Linked DNA regions of Sus scrofa: all the other regions are linked to region 2. Evidence: chromatin contacts called from public HiChIP or PLAC-seq and promoter capture Hi-C data. All regions are on one chromosome and are shown on one strand. Each heading gives the region's core, a stretch centred on a gene start, on an enhancer-like site or on the middle of the called end of the contact. The rest is flanking DNA. Distances are from core to core; before and after follow the strand shown.

Region 1 (3,662 bases), core at 825-3,324, 100 kb before region 2:
AGGTAAATCAGAAGCCAGTCCTTAGACACGTGCCTTCTGTGGGACCCGCGTACTGGTGACACCCCACTCTGCTCTGAGAAGTCTCCGAGCCAGACTGCCCTCCGCCCTACAGGCACTGAGCCATGGGCTTCTGCCACCCAGCAACACAGAGAGCCATCAGCCTCAAGCTTAGAGCTGCGAAATAATGCAGTTCCATCCAGCTCATATCCTCTGCTTGCACTCTGAATTGCCTCTATAGTCGACTCACTGCCCTTCCTCCTGTCACCAGTCTCCAAACCACCTGCATTCATTCTCTAACCTGATTTTGGCTTCGACACCAACAGAGACCAGGGAGCTTGCAGATTCCTCAGACACAGAGCGCTGAAGGGCTGGGACCAGCTGTTTGCTGTTGTCCACTTCTGCTTCAGCATCCTCTTCTGCTGATTGTTCTTTGATTTCTGCTTAATAGTAAACAAGAGAATATAAAAAGTCATTATGTATTTATACCAATCTTTAGTCTATTTATCTATAAAGTACACATCATAAAGGAAAAAGAATGTAAACAAATAACCATAAACACAAGAGGGAGTTCCCGTTGTGGCGCAATGGAAACAAACCTGACTAGTATCCACGAGGTCACAGTTTAGTCCCCTGGCCTCGCTCAGTGGGTTAAGGATCTGGCGTTGCTGTGAGCTGTGGTGTAAGTCACAAATGTGGCTCGGATCCTGTGTTGCTGTGGCTGTGGTGTAGGCTGGCAGCTACAGCACCGATTCAACCCCTAGCCTGGAAACTTCCATATGCTGCAGGTACAGCCCTAAAAAAGAAACACAAGAAAAGCTTTTATATATAAACGCAGGATCCGAGCCTCATCTGCTACCTACACCACAGCTCACAGCAATGCCAGAACCTTAACCCAATGAGCAGGGCCAGGGATCGAATCTGCATCCTCATGGCTATTAGTCGGGTTCATTAACCACTGAGCCATGACGGGAACTCACAGAGACGTTTCAATCTTAGTAATAACCATTAAGAACCTTATTTTCAGGATTATAGCAGTTCACCTATAGAACAGATATACTTTAATGTGACTTGTAAAAAAGTTTCTTCATAATTTATAAATTGAAAGTATCATCTTTTTTTCTTTTTTGGCAGCCGTGCGGCATATGGAGTTCCTGGGGCCCTGGATCAAACCCGAGTCAATCCAATCCCGAGCTGTGACCTCCTCCACAGCTGTGGCAACTGGATCTTTAACCTACTACACCAGGCCAAGGACTGAACCCGAGTCCCTGCCGCTGCAGAGACTGTCAATCCCGCTGTGCCACAGCGGGAACTCCTGTAATATCAGCCACTCTAAAAGCTAAATGATCCTGACTCCACTGCCTTTTTCAGTTATCCTCAAGACTCCAACCCCACACAACACCTCACACATGCCTGCTTAGGAGGCAGTCTAGATGCCGAGAGGCCCTTCAAACACTACCACCTCTGGCTAGTACCTTTCTTCTCCAGGATCCTGCTTTTCTACCTGGGAGTTTACTTAGACCTCCCTGGACTCATATCCCCAAACAAACAAACAAACAAAAAGGCAAGCAGCTTAAAGTCCTTCATGCTCCTCCAGGCTTTCTCTCCTTCCTTTTCACCACCAAACTTCCTGCAATGGGACCGGGGCGGGGGGCAAACCCGACACCTTCTTCCGCAGATAAGCCCTCCCGTACGGCATCCATCCTCTCCCCCGCAGCACTGTTCTCTCGACCCCCACTGGTGGCCAAAGAACCATCCAGGGGCCCCTCACTAAGCTTCCTCAATGAAATGCTCCCCACCCCTTAAGCGCAGTCCTGGATCACCACGGGCTCTGAGTCCTTCGGACCTGCTCTCAAGGACCACCTCCACCCACTACCAACCACAGACAACGTGACGTAGAAGTCTTCTCTCTCAGGCTAATTCACTTCTCTGTAAAGTTAGAAAGCTACTACATCTCATGAGGTTAACAAAGATTAAATGGTCTCACATCTGTCCCTTCAGCTGTCTTCCTTAGGCCTCTAAATGGGAGTGCAGCCTCTGTACGGCCTTTCTGTGCTCATCCAGGAAGCACTTAATTATTACCCAGAGTTCAACAACCTCCTCTGGTCTCACTGATCTTTACGGCAACATCTCTGGCCCTAACGTCCTCCTGACCCCCAGACCACACTTTCGCTGCATGCAAGGCCCATCCAGCAGCCTGAACACTTACTTTGGCGGCAAATGTGACCTCTCACCTCTCAGATGGACATTTCAATGACTCCCTTATTTTTACAACTATCAAAGTCTTCTAGATTCAAAATGAATTTTACAGAACTAGTTTGACAAATGAATAGTTTTGAGAACTATTAATTTTTTAGTTAGAAATAACTAGAAATAACTGTAAATCCCATCAGATCATAAAATTAATGATGAAATGAGGCATCCAACAGATGGATTTGGTTTTCCTATTTAAAATAATGTTTCTGTTTTAAATTGAAATAGAAAAGTTGACCATAAATTAAGTGCTTGTGGGGCCTATTAATCATGGTGTCTGTCCTGTCTACCCCAGCCACAAAATTGATATAGAGTACCCAGAATCAAATCTACAAAAAAACATATTTATAACAAAGATGGATTATAAAAAGGCCTGCAAATTTGACTACATAAAATATTAAATTTCTACATGACAAAGGACCCCATGGACAAAATTTAAAAATACATCACAGATGGAAAGAAAATACATGTGTTTTGTGCCCTCAAAAAGGTATTCAACTCCAGAATATGTAAAGAACTCCACAGATGAACAAGGCACACAGAAAAATGGACAAAGGACAAAAATGTGCCCTCTCTTTCTTGTGTTATTCATGCCTTAGTAGGGCACATAGCTGCTCAGCTGTAGACTTTATTTGCAACCCCTTTTGCAGCTAGAGCAGGTTAAGTTCTCACCAACAGAATACAACCCGAAGTAACCATGAACTTCTACATCACCAAAGAGGAAGGCACTTGCTCCAGACTAAATCATGTCTCCTCTTTCCTAGAGACTGGACCAGGAACATGTCAGCAACCCAGCTGCAATGCTGCAGACAAGAACAGCACCCCAGGGGAGGGCAGAGAAACAGGCTGGAAGGAACGTGGGTCCATCAACAACCACAGGGAGCAAAACCACCCCATCAGCCTAGATGTCCCACTCAGAAACATTACATGAAAGCAAAATGAAGGTTTTATTTAAGCCACTGCTACATCTGAGGGTCTCTGCACAGCAGTTTAACCCATGCTTGAGTTAACACAGAAAACTGTTATCAAGTGTGGGGAACTACCGTTAACAAAAACGTAAAGCAGGTGGGCTGGTGAGCAGGTGATGAGAACAGCGAGAGCAGTGGCTCACCTGTTATGCTGCATCAAACTCTTTGGTAGGATCATGACCCACGATAACCTGCAAGCAGGCTGCGTGCCTCCGGAGCTCTAGGGCAAGTATCTGGAGACAGCCAGAGATTATTCTGCGCAGCCTGCCCTCTGGTGCCTTTACCAACAAAGACAGGAAGGAATGCAATAGTGCTTGAGAGGTTCTCGCTGCCTATAACAAAGTGCTACAAAATGACCATACAGAAAAATACCTTTAAAGAGGTGTTTCATTTCTGCCCAGAAATGCACCGAGCGCATGTGGGATATGCTCATTTTGTACCATT
Region 2 (3,330 bases), core at 72-2,571:
CCGCGGGAGGCCGGGCGCGGGGCGCGGGGCGCGGGGCGGGCGGGCGCCCCGGGCCGGAGCCGCGCGGCTGGCGCGGGCCCCACCCCCACCCCGCGGGGGCGGCCGGGGGCGCGCGGGGGCGGCGGGGCCGGGCGCGCCGGTGACAGCTCCGGGCCGGCGCCGCGGCTGGCTCCCGGCCTGGCTCCCTCACACTCAACTTACTTCTTTCTGGCTCTCTGGAAAGGGGAAGCGCCATCTTTGCGAGGCCGGCCCCGAGGTCTTTTGTCTGCGGCTGCGGGGCTCGGGGCCGGGGCTCCGGGCTCCTCGGGGGGTGGTGGCGGCGGCTGCGGCTGCTCCGCGCTCTTGTCCTCCTCCGACGACATCCTAGTCACCAGGAAAGACACATGGATCCCGGTCCTCCTCCTGGGGGGCTCCTCCCGCCGCCGCCGCCGCCGCCGCCGCGGCCGCCGCCGCCGCTGCTGCTCGGGTTCCTCCTCCCCGGCTCAGCCTCTCGCATTTCCCGCAGCCCCGGGAGCAGCAGCAGCAGGTACCGGGAGAGGCGGCAACATGGAGCGAGCAGGACACGCACTCACACACATACGCGCGGGCGCGCGCACCTCGGCGCGCAGGGGCCGGGCGGGGGGCGGCGGGCGGGGCGGGCGGGAGGGAGGGGCCGGGCCGGGCCGGGCCGGGGCGGGGAGGTGCGGGCGGGGCGGGCGGGCGCCGGGCGGTGCGGGTGCGGGCGCGGGTGCGGGCGCGGGCGCGGGGCGGGCGGCGCCGGGCGGGGCGGGGCGGGGCTACTGCGGGGCACGGGGGGGGGGTGCCGGCCCCGGGGTCTCCGCCCGCGCCCCTCCCCCAGGCCGCCCGCCGCGGGGAGGAGAGAGGGGCCGCGGCGCGGGGAGCGGCGGGCCCGCGGGGCTGGCTGGCGGGCGGGCGGGGGTCGCGCCCCCCGCCGGCTGCCCCTCCCCCGCGCGAGCCGCGTCTGGCCGGGCGGCGGCGGCGAAGTTTTGACAGCTGCTCCAGTTGTTGTGGGTTCCGGGCTGCGCGAGCGCCGGCCCCTCAGCGCCCGCGCCCGCCCTCCTGGGCAGGGGAGGAGGAAGTTTTGCGGGTGTGCGTGTACCACACACAGACACACACACGACCGTGGCCGTCGCGCGAGGGCCGCGCCGGGTCTCCCCCGGGCGCCCCGCACCACAGACCTCTCAAACTCGCCGCCGTCTCGCCCACACACGGCCGCCGCGACGCCCCCGCCCCCTCCCCCACTCCGCTGGCCCCACCGCCCCCCGCGCGCCACCGCTGCCACTCACGGGGCTCGCTCCGCGCATGCGCCGCCCGCGGACGCGCCGCGCCGCTGACCTCACCGCCCCTCCCCCGCCCCCGCTCCCTCCTCCTCTGACGCGGCGGTCGGGCGGCGCGGCAGCTCCGGCTCCGGCTCCGGAGAGCGCCAAGCTGCGGATAGGATAATCCGGGATCGGGGTCGGGGAACTCCGCGGAGGGAGAGCGAGGATGAGGAGGGCCGCGTCCCCGCTGCGAAGGCGCTCGGCCTCCCTGGACGTGCAGGGGAGCGCAGGGCAGGTCCGGCGCCACGCGCGGCCGGACCTGGGCTCCCCTGGGCGCCTCCCCTCCCCTCCCCCCCCCCGCCTCCCCCTCCCCCCTCCCCCCGCCCCCGGCGGGGCGCGTAGACCGGCCCAGAGGGACTCCGCCGGGCGCACGTTCAGCGTTCTTTCGTTTTAATGCGCGTCTATGGAGAAAAATGGAGTGCAACTTCGTTCTAATCCAATTCCGAGGGTAGTTTCGTTATCACAGCGTCCTTTTTTTAATGATCCAGAAAGGGTTTATAAAGCTGTTAGACAAAAAGGACGATGACATTTTGAGGAAGAAAATGCTGAAAGTCATAATAAACCGATAAAATCCCAACGCGGTTTCTTAACGTTCCGTGTGTTGTGATGAAGCGACAAAAGTCGAAGTTCTTGTAAGCCACCTCGAGTAACACATTGAGAACGGTAAAAGGGAAATGGGGCTCGAATGAGAAAATCGGCAATGTGCGCTTAGGAAGGAGAGTTCAAAGGCGGGAGTCTGGGTTTCTTATTCTCACCGGGATTAACACTTGGGCTCTGGGCTCGTCTCCTCTCCACTCACTAGGGGACTTTGAATTGGGAGAAAGACCTATCAACCATTTCAAAAGGATTGGCGTAAACTATCATTTTTTGCTCTAGGCCGGACACACTAGGCACTTTCTGATTATGGTTTTTTCAATCTTCACAACAGTTTCAGTATAAGGTAAAAATAATAAGCTGATTTTCCCTGCTACGTTATTTGCCTTCCCTTCCTCCCAATAGCCAGAAGTGTAAACTTTGAATCCTGTTTCTTCTTTGGGCAAAGACACAGTTTGATTTCCAGAGCCTATTCTGACTAAAACCATAGTTTTCTGAAATGGCTGAAATGAGAACTACAATAACATAGTCATTTGAATTCCTTCAGTTTAATTCCTGCTGCCTTTTTCAAGTTATTAATTTAAAATTTGAGGTTGGGGAGAAGCTGGCTTGGCAAATGCAAACTATAAATTAAAAGTGTCTATTGTACATAGAAATAGAACATCTACATAACTAATCATAAACTTATAAAGTGATCGTTTATGACCCTTTTTATTTTTCTGTACCTTGCGCTAAAGTATCCTTTCAAAAACTGAATTATTGATCCAAATGATTATCTGCGTTCAGTACTGAAAGTCTGAACTAGTCATCCCCAACTGTACGTTTCGTATGCACAAAATTCCACATCAGGACAATTTACTTGAGCATTTGGGAGGACTTAAGGATCCGATCATGCAAACTGCAAGTCACTCCTGCTGGAAACACGTTTTAAAAGGAAACAACTAGGGATTGGGAACATAAAAGTGGGAGGACTGAATGAAAGGGTAGAAGTAGAGGTTTGGGGAGTTCTCTTGTGGCACAGCGGGTTAAGGATCTGGGGTTGTCACTGCAGTGACTCGGGTTTGATCCTTGAACCAGGAATTTTCAAATGCCACAGGTATGGCCAAAAAAAAAAAAAAAAAAGAGGTTTGTGCAGTGGTGCTCCTGGAAAAATAAAAGATGATGAAGAGTAAGCCCAGCATTAAATCTCCATTCCTTTGGCCACAGTGAGCAGACAAGTAGTGGGGAGCTGTGTTTTTAAAATGATTGATAAGAGGCTCATAAGCTTGAAGTTAGGGTGTGCAGAGCAAACAAAAATACAACCCGGGATGCAGAGAAAGTATTCAGGGAATATTTATTCAACATAAATAAAGGTCTTCCAAAGATTTTTCCATCCCCATCATCCAAATTGCACAGCTCAGGGACCACTGTGGCAAAA
Region 3 (3,768 bases), core at 260-2,759, 120 kb before region 2:
ATTCTTTGAGACTTTTCTAGGATATATCCTTGCCAAATCAAAGACTTCTTGATCTTGGGCTTAGCCAAAATTACAACTCGATGCTCAGTCCCAGGAGTCCCACTTAGTCCCAAGGGGGCGGTGGTCTTGTGGGTCCCCAGCACAGACAGAGAATTCTTAGAGGTGACTGTTTCCTTCCTCTTAAAATACTAGAGGGCAAAATGAAGGGAATATACTTTGATAATTATTTGGTTTTCACTGTGAAGCACGAGGATTATATATAAAAACAACAACACAGTATTCCTAAGAAAGGTACGTGGAGATCATCTTACATAAAGATACAAACCACATCTTAAGTGACCTTATAAAACTACTTTCAGTTGGAGTTCCCTTCGTGGCACAGTGGAAACAAATCCCACCAGGAACCATGAGGTTGCGGGTTCAATCCCTGGCCTCCCTCAGTGGGTTATGAATCTGGCATTGCCATGAGCTGTGGTGTAGGTCGCAGATGCAGCTCAGATCTGGTGTGGCTGTGGCTGTGGTGTAGGCTGGCCGCTGTAGCTCCAGTTAGACCCCTAGCCTGGGAACCTCCATATGCCGTGGGTGTGGCCCTTAAAAAGCACCCAAATAACCCACAAAACTACTTCTCGTTGGTTAGAGGACAGGTGTGGAGAGAGACTTTGGCTGTACATTGTTAATCTTTTTAAACAGAAATTACTCTGACATTCCATCGCTTATCTATATGCCTGATGTGTACTCCAACCTTATCATAGAAAAGCTATTTTCTTCTCTTTTTCAGTCAATGAAAAGAACCCAAAATATTTAAAAAAAAAAACACACAACTCTCTTGCAGAACTAAGTTGGCTTTTACACAAAAACAAGTGGCGCGAGAGCAGAATATTACCACAGAACTGAACAATGGGGTTGCAGCCTGGGATGAGGGAGAAGGAAACACAAGAAATTAACCATCCGAAGTGGCAGACACTGTAAGTAATGTTTTCATGTTTCACTTTTAAAGTAAGACTGAACATTTCATTCAGAACGAGTTAAAAGAACAGAAATATATATGGGAAGTTTTAGAGGTTATTTCTTTGGGGGGCAATGAGCAAAGTGCCAGAAAGAGGAGCTTTAGGTAAATAAATGATCAAACATTTGTAAATTCACGATTTAAGTATTCTCTTGGTAACAGTCAAATTACCCAGATTTCCAAGGGGTTGGCAGCACCCCCAAAGGCGCAAGAGAGAAACACTGTTACCTTTCCTGAAACACAGGTTCACCCTGAGTGTACTCTTCAATCTACCAAAAGACAAACTCCCCCTGGAAAAACTGAGAAACAACCCGAGGGAAAGCCCAGAAAAACGGAACGGCTTGATAACGACTGGCACTTAACCCCTGCGGAAATACAGTACATGTTCTGGTTTCTGAATGGGAGGAACAGGACGGTCGACCTCAGCGGTGCTGGCCCTGAGCGGCGGACAGTCCCGAGCAGCGCGTGTCCAGGAGCGGCCACTAGGTGCCAGCAGCGCACTCCTGTCCACTGGAGCCCAAGCATTCCGTACTGCCCTCTACTGGGACGGTCCATTCACAGAAACGACTCCAGTGTGTGCCAGGCAGTTTGTCAGGCACCAGAGGTCAAATCACAAGCCAACATAGACAGGATCCATGCCCTCACGAGGCCTATAGCCCTGGCTGGGAGACCCATAATAATGAATACAGAAACAACGCAAGTGCCATAAAGGAGAGATACGTATCCAATAAAATAATAATGTATACTAAGGACACATGCTCAAATGTGTACATAAAGAGGTAAACAACCCAAAAGTTGAGGGAATATGGAGATCCCTCCCCTTGCTGCCGCCAGGCTTTATTATCTTGTTCTTTTCCATCTTGTTAGAATGAACAGTCCTATTCCAGCTTCAATTTATTTCAGTATCTGTCACAGCTTTTTGTAAAAAAAAAAAAAAAAAAAAAAAAATCATTCGCACAAAATAAGATCTAAACAGAAGCACATATTTCTACAACCATTTTTCAATCCCAACCAAAAGTATCAAAAATTTAGCCAGTAGACTGTCACCTGCCATAGTCAAAAGTATTAATTTTCAATAAATGAGTTTAAAACAAAGAACTCTCAGAATATTTTAGACAGATCAGGAAATGCTAAGATTTACGGCAACAAATGTGAAAATATTTTTGTTGTTTGTTTCTTTACAAACTTTCATTGCTTCTGGCAATAAAATATAATATAAATAGTTCCAAACAACTATTTTCAAAATGTTCAACCCCCAGCACGTTTCCTTGAAAAGTCTTTTACACCATCATTGTTTATCTTGAATGTCCCCTTTATCTTGAAGATGAAATGTTTATTTTCTTTGAAAAGAGAGGTGGGATATATCCTAATACATTCGGCCACGTGTCCTCCTAACAAAGCCAAGAGCGTTCTGACATCTGTCCTTTGGGAAAACAAAAGCCTGTTCTAAGTCCTCAGCACTTTTACAAACGCTGCCCCTGGGGAACCTCTGGAAATAGCCAAGATCTTCCCCGTCACACTACTCTACCCCCAGCACGTGAGGAGAACTCTAAAGATTCACCCGACTCCAGAGGGGGTTTTGGACAATTATAAATTCATAAACTTGGATCGAAGCTGACCACACCGGTGACCTCCCTTCACACTGGCACTGACTCGTGACTTCTTTCTCCTAACTATGAACGACTCCATGGATGACCTTCAGGGCCACTCAGTTAGGCTACACATTTATTGGGGAATGATCAAAAGAGAAAACGACCCCATTCAGAATGGCACTACTATCTGGAAAGAAGACAGAGACGGGCAGAGAAGTGATGGGGCTTGACCTACACCACGCGTGTATTTACCTATTGATTTATCAGTGTGGATCATTCCACAGATAGTAACGCAATACTATCACTCTTTTTTTGGTTATTGCTCAAACTGGGCAACTCTTAGGAGCTCCTTCAGGCTGGCTTCTGTGCTTTCTTGTTCAACTACATGCCTGATTTCAGAACTGCCTCACTTTCTTGCATTTCCCTGCACCATGAACCACTTTTCACAGAGCCCTGGTCTCTTCTATTGGAGAACATGGGTGAGAAACCAAGATCTGAGCACTGGGTGTGCTCACGGCTACTAGAGGTCACGGCTTCCAAGGGGACAGAGCTAGGAGATAAACACATGCATACCTGTACACATACCTATACGTCTGTATCTGCCCATATAAATATTAACAACCCTGAGTTCATATTGCTACTCCTATTTCACTCCAACACCACAAAATTCATTTTTGCCTTTCCTTATTTGCAGCTCCTTTCTCTAGCCTTAAAAACCTACTTCTGGGAGTTCCCATTGTGTCTCAGTGGTTAACAAACCCGACTGGCATCCATGAGGATGTGGGTTCGATCCCTGGCCCCACTCAGTGGGTTAAAGATCTGGTGTTGCTGTGAGCTGTAGTGTAGCTCGCAGATGAGGCTGGATCTCGTGTTGCTGTGGCTGTGGTGTAGGCCGGCAGCAGCAGATGCAATTGACTCCTAGTCTGGGAACCTCCATGTGCCGCATATGTAGCCCTAAAAAGACAAAAGACCAAAAAAGTAAAATACCATAAGATAAAATACACAAAGCCTACTTTTCACTGTCTACCATACACTTTCTTGTTCAACTACATGCCTGTTTTCAGAACGGCTAAGCGTCCCTGTGAGAAATACATTTACTTGCTAGACTGCACATGTATGAGCTGCTCTTGTCCCTTCAACTTTACGGGTATCCAGTCACGACACTGCTGG

What was found. Promoter capture Hi-C pulls out the DNA fragments that hold promoters and counts their contacts. HiChIP or PLAC-seq counts read pairs in DNA pulled down with a chosen protein or histone mark.
Region 1: a promoter capture Hi-C map of liver shows a contact between it and region 2, with 4 times the contacts expected there. The contact joins the enhancer-like site here to the promoter of KMT2C in region 2. A contact is called at or near these places in 1 of 5 promoter capture datasets (liver), 8 of 47 Hi-C or Micro-C datasets (embryonic fibroblasts, fetal skeletal muscle, liver and 4 more) and 2 of 2 datasets of contacts at active chromatin or transcription factors (alveolar macrophages and skeletal muscle).
Region 3: a contact with region 2 is called in an H3K27ac HiChIP or PLAC-seq map of alveolar macrophages. The contact joins the enhancer-like site here to the promoter of KMT2C in region 2. A contact is called at or near these places in 2 of 5 promoter capture datasets (fetal skeletal muscle and liver), 14 of 47 Hi-C or Micro-C datasets (alveolar macrophages, brain, embryonic fibroblasts and 7 more) and 2 of 2 datasets of contacts at active chromatin or transcription factors (alveolar macrophages and skeletal muscle).

What each region holds. Positions count from the first base shown.
Region 1 is chr18:5,094,398-5,098,059 of Sscrofa11.1, reverse strand. It overlaps KMT2C (histone-lysine N-methyltransferase 2C), which reads right to left. Exons shown (of 62, transcript XM_021079123.1): 4 at 299-437. Among named protein-coding and RNA genes, the nearest start is that of KMT2C, 100 kb to the right of the region's middle. Within about 2 kb of position 2,074, at least 4 of the 83 cell types and tissues checked have an H3K27ac peak or open chromatin away from gene starts, as enhancers often do. A contact at or near this core is called in liver and omental adipose tissue, where this site is marked.
Region 2 is chr18:4,991,204-4,994,533 of Sscrofa11.1, reverse strand. It overlaps KMT2C (histone-lysine N-methyltransferase 2C), which reads right to left and starts at 1,321. Exons shown (of 62, transcript XM_021079123.1): 1 at 1,287-1,321; 2 at 202-363. The coding sequence starts at 362.
Region 3 is chr18:5,111,487-5,115,254 of Sscrofa11.1, reverse strand. The region is part of intron 7 of KMT2C (histone-lysine N-methyltransferase 2C); the gene reads right to left. Among named protein-coding and RNA genes, the nearest start is that of KMT2C, 120 kb to the right of the region's middle. Within about 2 kb of position 1,509, at least 9 of the 83 cell types and tissues checked have an H3K27ac peak or open chromatin away from gene starts, as enhancers often do. A contact at or near this core is called in alveolar macrophages, where this site is marked.